Regions from separate parts of the Mus musculus genome. Here region 1 is linked to region 2. The links are chromatin contacts, called in public promoter capture Hi-C maps. All regions are on one chromosome and are shown on one strand. Each heading gives the region's core, a stretch centred on a gene start, on an enhancer-like site or on the middle of the called end of the contact. The rest is flanking DNA. Distances are from core to core; before and after follow the strand shown.

What was found. Promoter capture Hi-C pulls out the DNA fragments that hold promoters and counts their contacts.
Region 1: a contact with region 2 is called in a promoter capture Hi-C map of 3T3-L1-derived adipocytes, with 9 times the contacts expected there. The contact joins the enhancer-like site here to the promoter of Serpinb1b in region 2. A contact is called at or near these places in 5 of 39 promoter capture datasets (the 3T3-L1 cell line, 3T3-L1-derived adipocytes, hippocampal neurons and 2 more) and 1 of 9 other capture datasets (embryonic stem cells).

The regions. Positions count from the first base shown.
Region 1 is chr13:33,950,120-33,952,881 of GRCm38.p6, forward strand. All of the region lies in intron 1 of 1110046J04Rik (RIKEN cDNA 1110046J04 gene), which reads left to right. It also overlaps a transcript of Serpinb6a not described here. Among named protein-coding and RNA genes, the nearest start is that of Nqo2, 13 kb to the right of the region's middle. Within about 2 kb of position 1,367, at least 88 of the 459 cell types and tissues checked have an H3K27ac peak or open chromatin away from gene starts, as enhancers often do. A contact at or near this core is called in 3T3-L1-derived adipocytes, where this site is marked.
Region 2 is chr13:33,082,834-33,085,533 of GRCm38.p6, forward strand. Serpinb1b (serine (or cysteine) peptidase inhibitor, clade B, member 1b) reads left to right here and starts at 1,270. Exons shown (of 7, transcript NM_173052.2): 1 at 1,270-1,384; 2 at 2,445-2,620. The coding sequence starts at 2,453.

The DNA of each region.
Region 1 (2,762 bases), core at 117-2,616, 870 kb after region 2:
CTTAGAATAAAAGTAGCTAAGACAGCCTTGGCACTTGTAGACTAGGTGAGTACAGAAGGAGGACTCCAGCAAGACTCCCAGATACCTGACTTGGTCCAGCAGGTAAATGGATGTGACAAGCAGAAAAGTGACTAAATTCTTAAACATTGTATTTATGAAAGGGGGATGGGCTCATGCCACCATGCATTCATAAAGTTAAGAGGATAACTCTGTTCCCAGCTGATTCTCTCTTTTCCATCTTTAGATAAGTTTATGGGTTGCCAAGATTACAGGGCAAATGCTTTACCCAGCTAAGCCATCTTAGCAGTGTTTGTTTGTTTGTTTGTTTGTCAGTACTGGGGACTGAACCAAGGTCTCCTGAATACTAGGCAAGTACTCTACCACTCTACCACTGAGCAACATTCTTGAAAGGCAAATGCTTTAGCTAGCTAAACTGTCTCAGCAGTCATCCATCCATCCATCCTCCCACCTCTCTCTCTCTCTCTCTCTCTCTCTCTCTCTCTCTATCTATCTATCTATCTATCTATCTATCTATCTATTTTAGTGCTAGGGACTGAAGCAGGCTCTCCTGAACATTAGGCAAGCACTCTACCACTGAGCTACATCCCTAACCCTGGTTTTACTTTTTATTTTGAGACAGTATCTCAGTAAGTACCCAGGCAGGCCTTAAATTTTGTCTGTAGCCCAGGATAGACTCAAACTCCTTTAGTTTTCCACATAGCTGGATAACAAGTCTCTGACACCAGGTCCAGAATCAATTTCCATTTTGACATGAAAAGATTGAAGTTCCATGGGAAGTTCAAGAGAGGTCTAGGAACCAAGTGTCAATGTGATGTCAAATACATACAGACTGAAGTCATAGGCCTCAGTGAGGTTTTCCCAGAGAGGAGAAACATTCCCAGGAATGCCAGTACACAAAGGTAAATAGAGAGGAAAGAGCCAGAAGCTGACTAGGAGAGGACAAAGGGGCCTGAAACACTGAGGAATGGGTTATTAAGAACAAAGAGAAGGGACTAGTGCTTAAAAAAAAAAATGGACCAGGGTGGTTTGGGGCCATGAAGAATCCCTATTGAACAGCAATGTTGACAGCAGTGGCCTTCAAATAGGGAAGGATGGGGGCGTGGGGGCGTGGTTTGGTTTCTTGAAGAACAGTGAGGAGGCATAGGTATATGTGGATTTTTCTAGGGGAATGAATGGCAGGGAAGTGGAGTCAAATGTTAAGAGTCTCTATGATCAGGCCTGAAGCACCAGGGTTGGTAATAGGGCAGAAAGCTGGGTGAAGCTGGTGTGGTCTGGCCTAGAGCAGGAATGAGCAAGTGCTGGAGGATCTTTGGCACTGGAGTGAGCTTGTGACCTCTGTGGAGAGCAGAGCAGGGAGGTGGTCAGGGTTGCAGTGCCATGTCTCTAGACACCCAGAGGAAATGATTGGTGTGAGTCAGAGACAAATCATGATTAATCAGCTGGAGGAATCTGCCTGCTCTGGAAAGAGCCAGGACAAGGATAGTCATGACTCCAGATTACTGAAGGAATATGGCACATGGGTAATATGGAGAAGCCTCTCCTTTCCATGACCTAAAGACTAGGAAACTTAGGAAAACTTCACGTCCCTTAGCTCTGCCCCACTGCTGGAGTATCCTTTCTTCCCAGCTGTCCCTGAACCCAGCCACACAGGACTCCCCACTTGCTGCATCCAGAGTTTGAACCCCACAACCCACTCACTGCATCCTAGGCAGAAGCTCTCACACACCAGCACGGCCACTGGAATGGAACTAAGCCACAGGGGCCTGTGCTAGAGTCAGGCTGAAGTCCAGAGGATGGAGATGAAGTCACATACTTGGGAGAATTGAGATCCCAGAGGACAGGGATTCTGAGAAGAGGGCAGTGGTGGTTGGGGGTGGAGGCTGGGTAGGGGGATCGGGACAAGACAGGGGCTGAGGTAGACCTGGGACTTCACGGGCTGTGGCCCAGGAGGATTTTGGTCAGGGTCTGATTGGGGGTTTTGAGGCTGGACTGCTGAGAGAAAGATCCCTGGTTAAACCCTGTGGGGCCAAGGCTAGGAAGGGGTGGGTGGGGTTGGGGTAGAGTGGTAGAAAAGGTCAAGTGACAACTTAACCTAAGATGACCGGCCTGTTAGCCACAGGGTGTGGCTTAGACTGTGCTCTTGGCCAGCAAGTAAGGAAATTAAGCAGATCACATGTGATCTGCTGGTACAGCAAAAAGCACATGCAGTCACTCTCTTTGGACAGTTAATCTAGCCTGTACTGGCAGAGTCCTGAAGCCTTGTTTTCTGTTGTCATTCCAAATGTTTCATTAGTTATTTGAGCCCTCCACTCAAACTTAGGATGTTTTTATAGTTCTTATATAACACAAACTGGGCTAGGGATGTATGTCAGCTGGAAGACTGCTTGCTTCCCTTCTACAGAACTGACTTTGATCATAGAAAACCTGGGAAAGTATGTATACCTGCACTCCTGGCACTCAGGTAGCTGTAGTAGAACCTGAAACTCAAAATCATCCTTGAGTTCCAGCTACATGAGACATTCTCTCAAAAGGAAACACATAAATAACAAAACAAGAGTGAATCCTTTAAAAAACAAACAAACAAACTTCCATGAATTCCCAAAGGTCTTACTGTTTAGTTACTTTAATATACTATTCTCCAAGTTAGCCAAATAAGGTAAAGCTTTACTACTCAACTTGGAAAACAGAATTCAAATCTAGAGGTCTTCCTTTCTATGCCTGCTAGATGTCAGGCTGTAAAT
Region 2 (2,700 bases), core at 20-2,519:
GATGGTACATCAAATGACCTGCTAGTGGGATGACACTATTTGACTAGGGCGCATGCACATCAAACCCTGCACTTGCAGCAGAAGGAAGTGCCCTGCAGCAGTGCTGAGGGACAATAAGCTTGGCTGTAGAGCTGGACAGGACAGCTTCCTGACTACCATGCTTTGGTGTGCCAGCCATTCTTCCACCTCTGCTCTTTAGAGCACACATCTTGGGGTTGCTTGTAGCTCTGTTCTTCCAGTGGCCCAAATGGGAGCTCTGACCCTGCCTTGGTGAAGAAGCCTCCTCTGACGCCTTCCTTTAAGGAATACCAATGGTGGCTAAAAGAAACAGGGATTCCAGATGCTCAGTCCACTCAGTACTAGCAGGGCCACCTGATCATTCATGGTAATGGGAGACACTACCAGAACTGTCAGGTTTGTACAGAATGTGATTACCCTTACTGGGCTGCAGTGGTCAGTAAAGTGAATGAGATGAGGTCATGTTCCATGTGGGATAAACATGGTTAGTAGACTGCACCAGGTGATGGGGGAAAGGAGAGAAAAAGATGTGAGAGGGGAGGGGACCAGGAGAAGGGACCAAGAGCGAAGAGAATCAAGATAGCCAAGAGAGCAAATGGCCAAAAATGGCAGGGTTACATAGGAAAGAGAAGCTTGCAGAAGAGTAGCCAGGGCCCCAGGGAGGAGATGTTTAGTTCAGGGGAGAGGTGAGAAAAACTGAGAAGAGCTACAGGTACTGATGGAAGATAGAAGCCAGAATGAATTTTGGTGTGCTAATAGGTACCACAGTTAGCCAGTTGCTTCTTTGGAACCCAACATAAAGGACTTTTTTTCCTCCTCCTCCTCCTCCTCCTCCTCTTCCTCTTCCTCTTCCTCCTCCTCCTCTTCCTTCTCTCTCTCTCTCTCTCTCTCTCTCTCTCTCTCTCATACATAGGTGTAGCTAGAAACTGGAGCACTGTGACCTTATTCAAGGGGCCACAAAGGTGCCTCTACACCCCCATGCACACACCTTACAAAAAAGGATCTCTAGCATTTTTGCAGTCTTTCAGTGGAATTCAAAAAGGAATCATTTGATTGGTAATGAGAATGTTTTTCCTCTCGGCTTTTCACAGCTCAGGAAGGAGTAATTTATCAAGTACTCTGCTTGGAGAAGTAGAGCATAGCCTGGAATGGAGGAACATGGATCCCTGTGGGCGCTTGCAATCTTCTGCTTTCATTTTGTCAGTCATGCAAGCACAGTTTTAAGTACTCACCAGGGGAGAAAAAGCTCTCTTCCCAGCTTGTGCTTGCCAGTAAGACACTCTCCTTTCAGAGTCAAGGCTGCAGCTGGCCTTGGGAGCTTCTTCCTAGGTCTCTAGCAAGTGGAGCCAGAGCTGCTACAGAGGAGGTAAGGGCCATGGGCAGCATCCCAGGAAGGTGGTTGGCAAGAGGGTGGGAGACCTCTCTGCACGTCCTCCTGGGACCTGCATGCTCTCCCCATGCCTCACCCTCACCCTAGTTGTGACACCAGACCAAGAAAGGCGATGTGGTTCCCCAGCCACATCCAAAGCCAAGCCTTTGGCCAGAGGAAGGAAGGCTGTCCCAGTCATGGTTTTGCTTTTGTTTTTCCCCTCAGCTTGCTTTTTGAACCTCTATCTGAGAGGACAGTGCCCTGCTGCTCCATAGCTTCAATCCTGGCTGCAGGGATGGAGGTTGGGAAGGAAGCTGGTGAGATCCTAGATCCTCAAAAATGATAACTGGATGTAGCCCTGGTAGCTAAACATCCACAGATACACAGCTGTGAATGGCCTGTACTTGGACAAACTGGAGTTCTGAGTTTAGGATCCAGATGGATTAGGAGTGAGTCCCAAGCAGGACTTGCTTACCCACTTCAGGGACCAGCTTCCTTCCAAATAGACACAGGAGAGTGTCTCTCTTCCCTGTCACCCATAGCCTGACTAGGGAGAGTGAGTGGCAAACCCAAATTTGCATATTTCATTCCAGCTGAGACTAAAGCCTTGACCTCAGGCATGGAGGACTGTAACCACTGAGAACTAATATGATAACATTGTTATCTTACGAGAATTCTCCTGTATGCAGAGTAGGTCCATATGGTTTTCTGGATTCATTGCACAGATGAATTCGAACCTGACATCCCACAGGGAGAGAGATGTGTGAGCTCCAGACAGAAGGCTGTGTAGTGTGGGCACTGTGCCAGGACCACCAGCATAATTTCTCCTAAGACACACCTGTCTAGAAAGTTAGAGCCATAAGACAACCTTGGCCCTGGGCCATGTCACTGCTCATATCTGGCCCCAGCTTTGTGTGCCTAGAGGAGTATTCTTGCCTCTTTGGAAAAATTGGAGGGAGCCGGATTAACCTACTGCAGGTGCTAGGGGTGGGTGGCAAAGCTGTGATAGGTGTTGGTAGTGTTGTAGCTGGCAAAGCTGATCTCCTGTCTGTTGCAGCCTTCACCATGGAGCAGCTGAGTTCAGCGAACACCCTCTTCACCTTGGAGCTGTTCCACACACTGAAGGAAAGCAGCCCCACAGGAAACATCTTCTTCTCTCCATTTAGTATTTCTTCTTCCTTGGCCATGGTCTTTCTGGGAGCCAAAGGCAGCACTGCAGCCCAGCTCTCTAAGGTTAGCAGAGGCCAAACTGGCCAGCTCTCCCTGCCATATCTCTGCTGACATGGTGCAGTCAGACTTTCACAAAAGCCCTC